Linked DNA regions of Mus musculus: regions 1, 2, 4 and 5 are each linked to region 3. Evidence: chromatin contacts called from public HiChIP or PLAC-seq and promoter capture Hi-C data. All regions are on one chromosome and are shown on one strand. The core of a region is the stretch at or near the end of the contact, and the rest is flanking DNA. Distances in the headings are between cores, read along the strand shown.

The links. HiChIP or PLAC-seq counts read pairs in DNA pulled down with a chosen protein or histone mark. Capture Hi-C pulls out chosen DNA fragments and counts their contacts.
Region 1: a contact with region 3 is called in a promoter capture Hi-C map of adipose tissue. The contact joins two enhancer-like sites. A contact is called at or near these places in 5 of 484 Hi-C or Micro-C datasets (the HPC-7 cell line, Th1 cells, double positive thymocytes and 2 more), 4 of 115 datasets of contacts at active chromatin or transcription factors (bone marrow-derived macrophages, embryonic limb bud, pancreatic cancer cells and 1 more) and 3 of 9 other capture datasets (adipose tissue, embryonic stem cells and liver).
Region 2: a contact with region 3 is called in a promoter capture Hi-C map of pancreatic islet. The contact joins two enhancer-like sites. A contact is called at or near these places in 2 of 484 Hi-C or Micro-C datasets (both in nephron progenitors), 2 of 115 datasets of contacts at active chromatin or transcription factors (microglia and pancreatic cancer cells) and 2 of 9 other capture datasets (adipose tissue and pancreatic islet).
Region 4: a contact with region 3 is called in a promoter capture Hi-C map of adipose tissue. The contact joins two enhancer-like sites. A contact is called at or near these places in 2 of 484 Hi-C or Micro-C datasets (CD4 T cells and nephron progenitors), 3 of 115 datasets of contacts at active chromatin or transcription factors (microglia, pancreatic cancer cells and stem cell-derived neural progenitor cells) and 4 of 9 other capture datasets (adipose tissue, embryonic stem cells, liver and 1 more).
Region 5: a FOXA1 HiChIP or PLAC-seq map of pancreatic cancer cells shows a contact between it and region 3. The contact joins two enhancer-like sites. A contact is called at or near these places in 1 of 484 Hi-C or Micro-C datasets (nephron progenitors), 2 of 115 datasets of contacts at active chromatin or transcription factors (embryonic stem cells and pancreatic cancer cells) and 1 of 9 other capture datasets (liver).

The regions. Positions count from the first base shown.
Region 1 is chr1:34,471,854-34,474,842 of GRCm38.p6, forward strand. Ptpn18 (protein tyrosine phosphatase, non-receptor type 18) reads left to right here. Exons shown (of 15, transcript NM_011206.2): 11 at 1-48; 12 at 250-338; 13 at 910-1,115; 14 at 1,482-1,556; 15 at 1,726-1,931. The coding sequence ends at 1,793. Among named protein-coding and RNA genes, the nearest start is that of Gm32566, 11 kb to the right of the region's middle. Within about 2 kb of position 1,353, at least 205 of the 459 cell types and tissues checked have an H3K27ac peak or open chromatin away from gene starts, as enhancers often do. A contact at or near this core is called in Th1 cells, adipose tissue, bone marrow-derived macrophages and 3 more, where this site is marked.
Region 2 is chr1:34,019,144-34,022,092 of GRCm38.p6, forward strand. The region is part of intron 4 of Dst (dystonin); the gene reads left to right. Among named protein-coding and RNA genes, the nearest start is that of Mir6896, 97 kb to the right of the region's middle. Within about 2 kb of position 1,483, at least 38 of the 459 cell types and tissues checked have an H3K27ac peak or open chromatin away from gene starts, as enhancers often do. A contact at or near this core is called in pancreatic islet, where this site is marked.
Region 3 is chr1:34,235,335-34,238,151 of GRCm38.p6, forward strand. All of the region lies in intron 60 of Dst (dystonin), which reads left to right. Among named protein-coding and RNA genes, the nearest start is that of Gm26788, 59 kb to the left of the region's middle. Within about 2 kb of position 1,252, at least 239 of the 459 cell types and tissues checked have an H3K27ac peak or open chromatin away from gene starts, as enhancers often do. A contact at or near this core is called in Th1 cells, adipose tissue, bone marrow-derived macrophages and 5 more, where this site is marked.
Region 4 is chr1:34,001,250-34,003,949 of GRCm38.p6, forward strand. All of the region lies in intron 3 of Dst (dystonin), which reads left to right. Among named protein-coding and RNA genes, the nearest start is that of Dst, 94 kb to the left of the region's middle. Within about 2 kb of position 1,277, at least 1 of the 459 cell types and tissues checked has an H3K27ac peak or open chromatin away from gene starts, as enhancers often do. A contact at or near this core is called in adipose tissue, where this site is marked.
Region 5 is chr1:34,042,925-34,045,912 of GRCm38.p6, forward strand. The region is part of intron 4 of Dst (dystonin); the gene reads left to right. Among named protein-coding and RNA genes, the nearest start is that of Mir6896, 73 kb to the right of the region's middle. Within about 2 kb of position 1,322, at least 58 of the 459 cell types and tissues checked have an H3K27ac peak or open chromatin away from gene starts, as enhancers often do. A contact at or near this core is called in pancreatic cancer cells, where this site is marked.

The DNA.
Region 1 (2,989 bases), core at 103-2,602, 240 kb after region 3:
TCCCGCACTCTCCAGGACACCAGCCCCCACTACCAGAACCTCAAGGAGGTACAGAGCCCCCAATTTCACCCTTTCTGCCAGCCATCAACACCTATACCCTTCTTGGGAACAGCAACCGACTTACTGTGAAAGGCACCTTTGCCTCCTCAGAGCTCCTTCCCCAGGCTGTTCCCTAAGCTCACCTAGGCACCCACAGTGACCTGCAGCAGGGCTATGGCCTCAGGACCGACCCTGCCTGCTTCCCTGCAGAACTGCGCTCCAATCTGCAAGGAAGCCTTCTCCCTCAGGACCTCCTCAGCCCTGCCTGCCACATCCCGGCCACCAGGAGGGGTTCTCAGGTACTGGGCTCACTCTGTCCCTGGAAAATCAACCTCTACAGTCTGGGTTAGCTTTTCCCTTGGTCTTCCAGAAGGTAATTAATTAGGCAAGTACATTTTTAAAGAATTTCAATCTCTCTCTCTCTCTCTCTCTCTCTCTCTCTCTCCCTCTCTCTCTCTCTCTCTCTCTCTCTCTCTCTGTGTGTGTGTGTGTGTGTGAGAGAGAAAGAGTATGTGAGTCCTTACCTTCCACGTGTTTTGAGAAACAGTCTCACTGTGTACATCAGAGCTTCTGGGGACTCACCTGTCTCTGTCTCATTGTAGGAGGGTTGGGGTCTCACACACTCTACCACATGCGTCCTCCCTAGTCCCACTTGCCAATCTGGCCCTGTCCCTCCTGCTGTGGGGATTCTAGGGACACGGAACCTCTACTTTCTGCCCTCAGGTGGCCCGCCCCTTCCCTCCTTTCCTGCTCTGAAGACTGGGGCAGGCAGGAAGGAAGCCCGTAGCCTGGGCTGAGCTTGCTCCCCCCCCCCCGCCCCCCTCCCTTGTGCTAAGCGCTTTCACTTCCTCTGCTTGTTGCCCGCTGCAGGAGCATCTCGGTGCCTGCGCCCCCGACCCTCCCCATGGCTGACACTTACGCTGTGGTGCAGAAGCGTGGCGCTTCGGCGGGCACAGGGCCGGGGCCGCGGGCGCCCACCAGCACGGACACCCCGATCTACAGCCAGGTGGCTCCACGTGCCCAGCGACCGGTGGCACACACGGAGGACGCACAGGGGACAACGGCACTGCGCCGAGGTGAGTTGAGGCCCTCCGGGGGTGTGGAGCTGAGGACAAGTACCTATTAGCAACTTTCCCGCTCTCCTAAGGCTCCCGAGGGTCTAAGCGCTGCTCGGAGGTCAGCCCCAGATCCAGCATGGCCACGCCCCTAGGCTACTAAACGTCGGGGTTCAAGCCCCAAAATGAGCCCCAGGTCAGGTCTCAATTGGGAGACTGGGCTGTCTAACCCAAGGCCCCAAAGACAGACCTCCGAACTTGGACACGCCCATGGACACGCCTCCTACCGCTACCTCGGGAAGGGAAATCGGTAGCTATGCTGCTCTAGAGTCCCTGGAACTCTTAAAAGCAGCTTGAGCTGACCCATAGGGGTTCTCCTGCCCTCAGTTCCTGCGGACCAAAACTCTTCCGGGCCTGATGCCTACGAAGAAGTAACAGATGGAGCACAGACTGGAGGGCTAGGTAAGTCAGAGCCTAGGGTGCAGCTTTGGAGAGCCCCAGGACTTCGGGAGTTCGGGCTGGGGCACTGGACTCAGGTTCTCCTTCATATACCTGGATCTGGAGCGGTGTGGGTTTGGAGGAGGTTACCCTGTCACTCCTTAGCTTCTGCATGGAGCCCTTCTTCCCTTAGGCTTCAACTTGCGCATCGGAAGGCCCAAAGGGCCCCGGGATCCTCCAGCAGAGTGGACACGGGTGTAACGAGTGCTGTGCCAGTTATAGCCTGCCACTCGGTGGTGGCTGGACTCCTGGAACCACCATACTGCTGTGCAGTGTGTTATGTATGAGTGGGACTTGTGGGCCTGATTCAAAATAAAAGTTTCTCAGGGCAGAAAAAAATAGGGGCTTTGTTCCAGTGATTCTAGCAGTCAAAGACTGGGGCTAAGAGAGGTAAGTGGGGGAGGTGGTGGATCTATTCTGAGACAATTTAAGGAAGCAGGTCAGGAGTGGCCATCACCACCCTCCTCCCCGTACACCTACCGGAGAGTGCATCCCAGACAGAGTCCTAGCTCACAGAGCCCTCAGCAGGTGCCTATCAGGATCAACAAGCTGACCTCCAGCTAGAGACACGTCTAGATAGATCCTCAGATAAACTTGCAATGAGCTAGAAAGATCTCTGGCTGGTCAGAGAAATGGAACACCAGCCAGGTAAATAGGGTGCCATCCAGAAAGACAGAACTTCCAGCCCTGACTTTCCTTGAGATGCAAGAAAGTAGATCCTTCAGAACAAACATATGCACGATGCTCCAGACCCCGATCCTGCCCCAACCCCACCCCCAACCCCACCCCGCCCCACTGCCACAATGTCACCAACACAGGAGGGTCTGTATGGCAGTTGTTCATCCAGTCAGTCCTGGCTATGCTTTCTCCAGGCTCTTGCAATTCCTGTCTTGAATCTGATGAAGGCTCCTACCATGAACTTGCGTATCTAGGCAAACATTAAAATGATTTTCGTAGAATTCAGTGAGGAGTGAGCCAAAAACTCAACTCAAGAGCCTTATGTGGCTTCATGGATCTCAGACCACAGCCAGCTGCAGGCTCCCAGGTTCATGGCGGTCCTGGGAAGCATTCGCCTTTTAGTGTTGGGGGGGGGAGGAGGTTATGAAACTTGTCTTATTTGGCCACAGTGTCTACTCTCATTGTCAAGTGCTAGAAGATCTGTGCCACGAACAGCTCGGCCAACAGGAACCAGGGATGACTGGGAAACCTTGGGAATCTTTAGCAGCTCAGTGAATCTAAATTCTAAGGTGAAAGTCTCGGGGTGGGGGTGGGGCGGCTGGAGAGATGGCTCAGTGGTTAAGAGCACTGACTGCTCTTAAAGGTCCTGAATTCAAATCCCAGCAACCACATGGTGGCTCACAACCATCCGTAATGAGATCTGGTGCCCTCTTCTGGGG
Region 2 (2,949 bases), core at 233-2,732, 220 kb before region 3:
GAATTGAAAACATGTTCTTATGTATTCAGTGGTTGGGTCTCTATGCTGTCCATGCCAGTGTGACTATATGTATACTTCATTTTTGACCTAAATAGTTCTTTGTAGTTCCTTTTCCCCACTTTGAGTAAGGAGAATAAAAGAGTGAACTATCCCAACAGCAGAGTGTGGGTCAAGTGTCCAGAGACCAAACCCCTGAGTAGTCCTGGGCTAGTGACTTAAAGAAATAAACAACCCCCCCCCCCAAAACCTGAAAACCAACAAAACCCTAGCACTAGACCAGTCTTTAGAGGAGAAAGTGCACGTCTGCAGCTTCCTCTTTTGACACCTGTGATCTGCTCTAACTGGTAAGTTATACCAACACCTTATTATCACCTGTGAGCCTCAGTCGCAGTAGCTTTTGCTCTGCTGCACTTTGTGGGTTTCGGCCAGCGTGGGGTGTGTTTGCCATCACAGAACAGTGCGGAGAGGCTCACTGCTTTAAAAAGTCTTCCCAGGCCTCGACGCATGGAGCTTTTGCTCTCTGGCTTTTTGCCTCTTTAAAGAAGGATTTGATGTAGTCAAAACTGTACGGAATATATTCTGTTCATACCAGGATGTTTAACGTTGTAATATTCTCCACGTCACTTGTTTTCTTCGTTTGGTTTTTGGAGACAGGATCTCAGCATGTAGCCCAGGCTGGCCTGGAACTTGCTGTGCCACCCAAGCTGGCCCTCAGACTTACTCTTCTCTCGAGCATTGGGACTACAGGTGTGAGTTACCAGGCCTGGTACACCATGTCTCTCATGGTGTAGGGTATCATCTTTTTTTTAATTGCTGAGTAATTGTCCATTGTTTAATGTCCCACCATTTAAATCTGTTTATCCAATGAAGGGCATCTTGTTTGCTTCCATTTTTGTTTTGCTAAACGAGTATAAAAGCTTCTATACCCATTGTGTGCATGACTTTAAGGACGGACTTGAAGTCTCAAGTAACTTAGGTCGAGGAATGAGCTTGGAGGATTTTAAGGATTTTAGGTTTGTACGACCTGTACTCTTTCTCTGAAGCGGCCCTGTCGTCCTCTGTTTGCACCAGCAGGGAATGAGAGTTCCCGTCATTCCGCGTCCACGTCAGCGTTGGATGATGTTTTGCTTAATCGATTTTGTGTTGCTATAGCAGAAGGCTGGATAAGTTATAAGAAAAGAGTCTGCTTTGGCTCCTGTTCTAACCCCAGGCAGCTACACCTGGTCTGTTTCTAGTTAGGGCCCCATGCAGTCTCTGACCGAAGCTGAGCTGTGGGAAGGAAGAATGCTAAAGCAAGTGTCCTTGGGAAAAGCTGTGCAGGAGAGGTCAGCGGAGGGGCCCAGTTTGCTTAGCCCACTAATGAGGATAGTGGATGCCTGCCTGCTCACCCTCGAGGGTGGCACCTCGGGCACTTCAGTGCACGGGAGAGCTAAGCCTCAGCAGGATTAGATGCAGACCTTGGCTCTGCCAGGTGACTTTCGCCATTGCCCTTTCAGACTTGAGCTTGGGTCATCATTGCTTTTAATCTGCAGTCCATTAGATGAGTCTGTTTCGATCTCTCCCCACTTTTCTTTGTGTGGGATTTTGGTGCGGGAAAATCAGAGCACATCTGGGGTCTCTCACTCTGCCAGGTGACCTCCGCCAGCTGGCTGCACCTCCACCCAGCATGTACTACTGCACGGTTTTATTTGGTTGCTTTTTTATTTTTTTATTGTTGTGTTCTAAGAGATCTTTGTACCGGTTCTGGAAAGCAGTACTTTGCAGTCATCAGTGGCCCTTTTAGCCCAACCTCCTTTGGATGCCTTTAAAAAAAAAAAAAAAAAAAGATTTATTTATTTATTTATTTATCTTGAGTGTTTGGATGCCTTTTTAAAAAAATCTATTTATTTATTTATTTATTTATTTATTTACTTATTTTGAGTGCACTGTAGCTCCCTTCAAACACACCAGAAGAGGGCATCAGATCCCATTACAGATGGTTGTGAGTCACCACGTGGTTGCTGAGAATTGAACTCAGGAATTTCGGAAGAGCAGTCTTAATGGCTGAGCCATCTCTCCAGTGCCCCCTCCCCCTTTTAAGTGTTTCTTCTCCACCTCTCTGTGTGTATGTGAGGATTATGTATGTGGTATATGCACATATGCATGTGTGTGTGTGCACATGTATACATGTGGGCACACCTTCATGTGAAAATCAGAGAGGACGTTGGGTGTCCTGCTGTGTCATTCTCTTCTCTCTTGAGATATAGGTCTCATGAACCTGGAAACAGGCTGGCAGTCAGTCATGTCCAATTCCCCCTGCCCCCTCCCCCTTCCCTGTTACCCCAGCACTGGGTTATGGACCACACACAGCATTTTTGGATTTGAATGTAGGTCCTTATCATTGCATAGCAGGCACTCCACAGCCCTCGTTTGATAGTTTTGCATGCCTATTTTATACATGTTCTTTTAGGTAAATGAGGGCCTGATTGATTATTTGTTTCATGTGGTCACAGTGTGTTGTGTACTGTGTGTTCTGTTTTGGCTGAGGACACTATGCATTGTGCCTACTTCAGAGAGTGTGTGTGGGCTTAGAGCTCAGCAGTCTGACACTTTGCTCTGGCATCTACATATGTGGCTGCAGGTCCCGAGTTCCACTTAGTTGGCAGCTATGATGCTGTATAACACTTGAGTCTAAAATTAGTCCAACTGTTCTATTTTAAGGGTGGACTGAAATTAGCTGTCCGTGCCTATGAAACAAGTGAACACTCACCTCTTGGGATACCAAATTGCTGCTTTTAAAATGTAACCAGGAGCAGAGTTAGAAGCTTGCTCTAAGTTTTTAGAATGTTTCTGTTACCGTGACTAGATTATATAGCCTGAATACCTGTGTGTACACTTGTAGACACGGCTTCACACAGAGTCAGAAGCACCCAGAGTTTTAGGCCCTTGCTCCTAACAGTTGATGATGCT
Region 3 (2,817 bases), core at 2-2,501:
AAGGTAGTGGGAGTGTGAAAATAGGACCCTTGATCTCTACCTCCTCCCAGCCTCAGAGTCAGTCCTGTGGTGACGTGGTAGCTGGGGCACATTCTGTGTGTGCTCGCACACCTGAGCATCACAGACTCGTGTGCCTGTTGAAACATTTCAGTTCTGGACCATGACGGTGGACGTCAGGGTCGCGATGTTGGTGGGTATTCTATAACTAATTTTTCTCTGTGAATGTCTGTAGACATGTACTTTTCAACTTAACGGTGAGCCCACGCTGAGCTGTGTGTAGTAATCACTGAATGTGAGTTCTGGCTGTGAATGTAGCTTACTTCAGCTTACAGGTTTATAAAATAACTTCGGAATGCTTAAGGTACAGAAGTTCTCCCACGACATTTTTTGTAAAATTACCCCACAGCTACTTTCTTCGCCGGAGGGTCAGGCCAGCCACATTTTGTTCATGAATGATTATGAGTTGTTTTTTTTTTTAAAGTCTGACTGCCTCTGTAATTACCTATTTTTCTGGCAGTGTTGCTTTATTTCATAAAAGAATGGATAGGGTTTATTAAATAATTCTTGTCATTTCTGCCAAAAAAGGCTAAGGTTTGGCTCGCTGAACTTTAAAAAAAAAAAAAAAACTGTTTTTATAAGAACATTTGTTGAGCAGATAAAAATCAGTATCTGTGACTTTATTAAATAACCAGTCTGTTTCGAGGCGTTCTGCTTGCCTGGGCCTTGCATTAATCTCAAGAGGTCTGCGTGAATATTAGTAACTACAAATATTCATGTCAGCAGTGTTGGGGCGAGGTACCCGTGGGGGTCCTTTAATGTGCAGACCAGTCAGTTTTGAAATTGGCCTTTAAAGAGAAATGATAAAACGCTCAACTTCAAAGTGAGCCTGTTGGCCCTGCTTAAACTGATTGGTGATGGCAGGAGAGTGGTTCCAGCTGAAGGACAGGGACCTGGCCACCCCCACCCCCACATCCTCCACTTTGAGTTAGCAGTCTGAGCCAGTGGTGGGAATGGCTGTTCCTGCGCTGCCCAGTGTCAGGTTCTGCTGCCGCTGCGCTGCCCCTCGGATCCCTCTGGGATATCTGAACCCAGCTGCCCTCTCCCAGATGCAGACCCCAGCCTGCTCCGCGCTGATGTCACCAAGCTGTTGCTTTACAGCCTCGAGGTTCCTCCCCCTGGAACCGCCCTGGGCTGGGGAAGAGGCCGAGTTGGGCAGGATGACTGTGAAGTTAAGTCACGGGAGGGCGGAGCGGAGCGGATCAGATCGATGCCGCCGGGGCTGGGTGTGCTGCGCGGCCCCGCTGCCCCGACGCAGCCCGAGCCCCGGCGGGAGCGGCCGCAGCCTGCCCGGCCATAGGGCAGCGGCTGGGGCTTCAGCTGGATGCCAACTGCCTGTGCCTCGGAGGAAGCCCGGAGTTTGAGCTGCAGCCGCCTCAGGTGGAATAAGCCTTCTTCAGGAAGATCAGATAAGAATCTTGGGGGAAAATTTTTATTTTGAAAGAGAAACTTGTTATAGTAAGCCATGCTTTTTGACTGTTTACTTTAATGGTTGCTGGATTTTAATGCCCCGGCTCTTTTCTCTTGGGTAATTCTGGATAACCTCAAAGAAGCTTAAGATGGGAAGAAAAAAACTGCCTTTTGGATCTAGCTTATTTATGTATGGCTCCTCCTCCCAGCTAAGAGAAAAATCTTAACTTTTTTACATCAAACGTAACTTATTTTTCTCCAAAGAACCATGCTGTGCCTTCTGATCTGAACAAGAAGCTGTTTATCTGTAAAGGACATGGAGTTTCGCAGTACATCTTTAAGTGGATTACAGTCAGCCAGAGTTCTGCCGAAGTTAACATCCAGCCTGTTGAACCGCTTGCTCATTTGGAAATTTTAATCTGGAAACCTCAAGCAAAATTAGAGTACAATGAGAAACGGACTCACAGCAGAGTCTCTCGGGCGTTGAAGCCACGGTTAGCTGTGCGCTTGTGTGTGTGTGCTTGGGGCTGATTAAAAGGGAGCATTCACGGAATTTCAGGAGGTGGAGGGAGCTGAATGCTCTGTCTTGGAGCACGTTACTTCTTAGAACCAGGTTAAAGGGTAGCTTCGTTTTCATAGATGCACTGCTCCTAACCGGCAGCACCTCAGGCAGGCAGTATGCCTCACTGTTTACCCTTTCTGGATGTGTCACGGCCCTGCTCACAGATAGACCTTCTTGGAAAAATGCTTCACCGAATTCCTTCCTCTCGGTGTCAAAAGCTGCGATATTTGTTTTGACTGTCTGCGAAATGGGGAAACCACTCAGCAGACCAGACTGTTTACGCCAGAACCCTCCATGCGTAGGGAAAGGCGAAGAGGAGGAGGAGGACCTGAATATCGAGGACTGTTACATCCCACAGAGGTCCATCTATGACACGGTGAGGCTGAACGAACAGATAGACTCCGGGTCCAAAGGCAGCCTGTCTTCTAGGCATTTCACAGACCGGACTTTACCCTACAGCCACAGGACACTGGACGTTAGCTCTCTGTGCTCCAATGGTGCCCTTTCTTCTTCCAGCATATTTGAGCTGAGAGGTCGGGAAACGAGCAAGCTAGATGAAAAGATGATCTTTGATGCCCTCAAACTAAACAGTGACGTCATTCGAAGCCCAGGTTTGCCCAAGCCCAAGTCTCAGGCAGAAAAGAGAGAGTACAGGAGGTCCTGGCGGATGTTTGTCCCTGCCAATATTATGGATTATGCAAACAAAAGCGAAAGTTCTTTTGTGGAGCCTTCAGACGCGTCAGATGCTGTCGCGAAGGCCAGCAAGTGCAGATGGGGTACCAACTCTC
Region 4 (2,700 bases), core at 27-2,526, 230 kb before region 3:
AGCAAGTGAAATGCTTGTTCTAGTCCCCGATTACAGTCACCCATTAAATGAAGCATCTAGGTGGCATATGCTGGCTAAGCTGGAAGAAAGCCTATCTTAATCCCAGCTAAGACGATTTCGAATTTGAAACCGTGCCTCTGATGGGAACTTCAGTTAATTTTGCAATCCCTTGCTCACGATATGTACCAGTTAAGATGTGGGAATCAACCAAGTGTTCAACAGTGATTGGACAGATAATCAAAATGCAGCCTCTGGGAACCGGGTGTTACTTCTAAGCCGAAAAACAAGAGGAAGCTTTGATACTTGTGAAAAAGGGAAGGAGGATGTGGGATCACACTCCTGAAATCCCAGCGTTTGGGAGTCTGATGCAGGGTGTTGGTGGATTTGGAAGGCACCCTGGACAACTGTGGTCAAGGCTAATCCAAGCTCGGCAGTGAAGCCCGATTTCAAAAACCAACCAACCAACCAAGGTTTGAGGGTGAAGCACCGTGGTGACGCCAGGATACTGCTCAGTCTCTGGGCTCGATCCCCAATCTCCTGACCACAAAAGCAACTGAAAGTTTGGGACCCTTTCCCCCGAAGCAAGAGTGGTCCAGAGACTACTTCTGGTTCCCTAGATCAGCACACTGACTAGTTCTGTTTAATGCAATTAAAAGTAATTACAGATGCCAAGTTTCCTCAGTCTGCATCTCCTAAGGACTGGGCTACCTTTCCTACAACCACCAGATCATCGCCACACCTTAGAAACTTAATAGTCCTAATATACCTGATAAACCATCTTGACTTGGGTTTAGAGATTCTCAATTTTCCCTAGGATGAGCTTTTAGCTTTTTTTTTTTTAAGTTAAAAGAATGTAGAGTTCTATCAAGGTTCATCTCTCTCTCTCTCTCTCTCTCTCTCTCTCTCACACACACACACACACACACACCTGCACACATGCACACATGCACACATAGGGACATTTTTGGTGGCTCCTTTTTCTGTTCACATCCCAAGAGAGTACTTTCTTTTTGGGAAGTACCTATTTCACACTATGGATTGTTTTGCAGAATCTAGGACTAACATCTGTATAATCAAGATTTGTGTAAATTTATTATCATTATTATTATTTAAAGACAAGATGTGGGTAGATGCTGAGTTGGTGGGGCAGAATGTATTCTCCAACTCTGAATGTCCCGATCTTTAGCAAAATCCTCCCCTTTGGCCTTGTTTCCCACTGCCTTTGGAGAGTACCCAGGGCCAAGACCATTTCCTGGCAGTAGCTCACAGACCAGGCTGTGTAGACCCAGCCGCAGCCAGCTACACAGTCCTGCTGCTGATGTCGCAGAGTCTGTCCTGGGATGTCAGTTAGGAAGTTATTCAAAACTGTCACATTATCTAATTATCCTGGCATTAGGGAATTTCGGTTGCTTTTGTAGCATAGAAAAGTTAGAGTGAATCTTTTTTTTTTTTTTAAAGATTTATTTATTTATTATATGTAAGTACACTGTAGCTGTCTTCAGACGCACCAGAAGAGGGCATCAGATCTCATTACGGATGGTTGTGAGCCACCATGTGGTTGTTGGGATTTGAACTCTGGACCTTTGGAAGAGCAGTCGGGTGCTCTTACCCACTGAGCCATCTCACCAGCCCTAGAGTGAATCTTTTAGTGGCCTAATTTGATTGTTAGTTTAATAGCCAAGGTTGTGGAAGACCTGGTGCAGGGTTGTTTGGTTTATTGAAGCCTAGAGTTTTTGCTTCTTTGGTTACCGAGATTCAAGTGCGTACAGACAGAACCCACCAGCTTATGAGACGAAACGCCAGCCCTGCCTTCACGATCCCAGTGAGCCTTTCCCTTTCTGGAGAACCAGTTTCTTCCTCTGTTTCCTTGTTATCAGCAGGTGGAGATGACAGAGAGTGGTGTGAATTGGAGTCCTAGCCCCGGGGTCAGGAGGCCAGAGACTCCCATACATCTGCTAATGTAGTTTGTGCATAATTGTTTGTTTGCTTTGCTCTGGGAAGAGGCTACAGGGGCTCCGTTCACTTTCTGAGGACCTCCTGAGCTCCCAAAGCAAAACGCTAGTTTTCATATCCGATGTTTTCTCTGGGCATTTCCTTTTGGTGATTTCTTTTGTTTGTTTGAGTTTAAAAACTGTCAGAAACAAACAAAACTTGTTAATCTTTGTCACTGCCCAGAGCTAACCACTACTAAACAGTAATATATCCATATTTAAACACGTAAGGGGGGTACATATGTGTGTATGGATTTTTTAAAGCTGTCATATATTATTTCCTCTTTTGTTAAATGTAGATCAACATGTTTGTTTAATTTCTGCAGGGTAACCTGTGCTATCGATACAGTATATTTAACTAATTCCCTATGGATGAACATTTGTATTTTGATAGGAATCGGTCTTTAAGCACCAGTAGAATTAGAAATAGCGGCTTTTGTTGCGTAAGGGACTCCTTTTCCTTTGTCCCACTAACTTAAGCCCCTCATCAAAGGTCAGGCTGCAGTGTTTGGGCCAGGGAGTTGTTTATTGTCTCCAATTAAATAAAACACCATACTGTTCTCTCCAGCCCTAAGATAGTAGCAAGATTTGGCAAGTCATTACAGATCAATAAGGAATATAATAGTTTATATGAACTCTCCACTTTGAAGTAGCTTCATTTAAATATATTATCAATTTTAAGCTTTCAAATAGGCTTTAATTTTGTAGA
Region 5 (2,988 bases), core at 72-2,571, 190 kb before region 3:
TACACAGGTTAAGAATCTGCTAGTCATAGGCTCATAGTCTGGTCTGTCAGGATCATATTAGCACCATGTGGATGGTTGTAGCTTCTAATGTTGAAGTCAGATAATAATGCACACCCTATTGTAAAAAAGTGACTTTGATGGTTGTAGTTGTTAATTTTTCCATGTACATTTAAAATGAGCGTATCAGAAGTCGCATGTTTATGATGCTGCGTCTTCTGACCCAGGAGCTTGTTATTTATTGAGGTCTGCTTTAGTTTCTTATAGCAGTCTTTATAGGTGTGTTGCTGCAATGAGCAGTGCGGCACGGCCTTGGATTCTGATCTGACTTCACATTACTTTCTTTGCGATTGTGGACACTCATCCATCACATAGGGATTATATCTCATTGGTTGTATGAGAGGATTACAAAATAATGTATGTAAAGACCCCATTCTGTGTCCGGAAAAAAAATGTAGCACATAATAAAGTCACCATTCTTGGCATGGCTGTCACCATCTCTCGCTCTCTTCAGCACTGAGTAATGATGCTTCTACATCTGACACATATGTATTCCTGTCTGGCCAGCACATGGGTTGCAACAGCTGCACCGGGCCCCCTTTCTGGTCGGCCTGGGCGAGTACCACCCATCTTTTGGTATCTGTGCCTTTTGCTCTCTTCCGCAGGAAACACGTGCAGCTGTAGTGTTGGAATAGTCTCCCTTTGGGCTGAGCTTAATAGCACTGGTTATGGGAGCCACTGCTCTTTGCTGGTCTGTCCCTTCTTTGAGTGTTCAGTCTTGCTTCCTCCTCCACGCAAGATGACCCGAGTCCTGTTTTGCAAAACCTGGTATCTTTTCTAAATGTTTCACGAGTGTAACCTTTAAGATTGGAGGCTACCTTACAGTGACATGTTTTCAGGATTTTATTGATTGGACATTACCAAGTTGAGTGGGACAGTGTACTTTAAATGCTTATTCAGATATGGTTTTTAAACTGAGTCATATTTTTGTTTTAAAATTTGTAAAGACGAGATGTGAAAAGAATTCAGTGTTGCCTAAATCTGCGTGTGCTTCTGGTGTTGTGCCCAGCCTCAGGATTTCAGAAAGTCCAGAGTTTTGAAACCACAGCCTTTACCCTCCCTGGTGGCTCTGTTTTGCTGGCCAGACAGACCGTTCCTCTCAGGATCCTCAAGAAATACCAAATGGTGTCTGTGGAAGGATCTGGGTCCTCTTTGTCTTCATGGTGGCTGTTTTCTGTGATTTGATTGCAGAAAGAGTATTTCTACATTTGGCACTAAAAATTCTTCTCTTTTCTGAGTCACCAGTCATAACATTTTATTCACCTTTGGTTTTAGAACAAATGTGCTGCTTCCTACCTAATTAGTCATGAGCACAGCCTGTGGCCCCACTATGTATCAGACTTGGTGCCTGCAGGCACATAGTAGGCGCTTAGTCGCACATAGTAGGCTAGTAGTGCACATAGTAGGCGCTTAGTCGATGTTAGCAGCTTACTTTATTCTGCTTCTTTGCTATCCTGTCTTCATTATATAAATCATTTAGCCAATTAGTTTGAACTTGTTAAGTCCTTTACTTATTACAGTGTGTGTGTGTGTGTGTGTGTGTGTGTGTGTGTGTGTAAAACTGAGATGCTTTTCCTTCAGAGGTGTTAAAACAGTTGTAGCTCAGTCTTGTGACTCTATGGTGATAATGTTTTCAAAGTGTCAGTCATATCTGCTGAGTTTTGTTCTGTAAAATAACATGGAGAAGCAGGGTATGGTGGTGCATGCCTTTAATGCCAGCACTCAGGAGGCAGAGGCAGAGGCAGAGGCAGAGGCAGGCAGATATGTGTGAGTTAACAAATGCTACATGGAGAAACTCACCCTCAAATGTGGCAATTTTGTTGTAAAATAATGAAACTGATTTTCAGAGACCCCGTGTTTACCATGTTTCTACATAAACGATGTGAGTCAGGAGGAAAGTATTTGGTTGGCAAAGCTGAACAGGAAATCAAAACTCTTGGCCTCTGCGTTTATTTCTTAGTCCCAGGTGACTCAGTTTCCTTAGTAACTGCATAATGTACATTATTTATGAATTATGGGCAACTTAGCTCAGGAACTCCATCCCTTGTTTAGAATTTGTTTCAAAGTCTGGGAAAGTAATTGAGTCATGTTAATTACTCAGATAATCAAGAATAAGTATTTATTAAGTATTTACTTAATTTAATCAATTAAGAATTTACTTAAAATTTAAAGATCATAACATTAAAAATGTGGAATGTACCACAAAGGAAGTTTGCAAAGAAACAAACAAAAATCAGAATTTGAAATGGTTCATCTAATTTCTGCGTTTGTACAGTGAAAAATTCAATCATTGTCAGTTTACAGTAAATTGTTTGGTCTAAACACTTGCAACTTACTAAAAACTGTTCGACAGCTGGTCATTTGGACACATTTGGAACCCAAGCACTTGACACGAAAGTAACAATGTAAAACATAACGCCTGTTGCTTAAAAGGTTAACAAAGAAAACTTGAAAGGGAATGTGCAGCAGGGTAGAAACAAAATGTGGTCTTTACATGCAAAAAAGGTCAGCAATAAAACATTGCTGTCTGGAGACAGGGTTTCTCTGTGGAGCCCTGGCTGTCCTTGAACTTGCTCTGTAGGCCGACAGGCCTCAAACTCAGAGATCTGTCTGCCTCTGCCCCCCAATCCCCCCCCCCCCACACACACACAGAGTACTGGTGTGCACCCCACTGCCCTGCTTCCAATAAAAATTTTGAACTTCTAATTCTTAATTTATTTTCTTGAGTCTCACTCTGTAGCCTCCTCTCACTGGGCTGCTATTCACTTTGTTGCCCAGACAACCTTTAACATGAGCTCTTCTGGCCTCTAGGGTGTTGAGGTTACAGGTGTGAGCTACAACAGCTGCCTTTATTCTACTGTCTTGTCTGGCCCTTGATCAACATTTTCGTTTGTAAGGAATTACTGGTAATGGCTGACACTGGAACAAAGG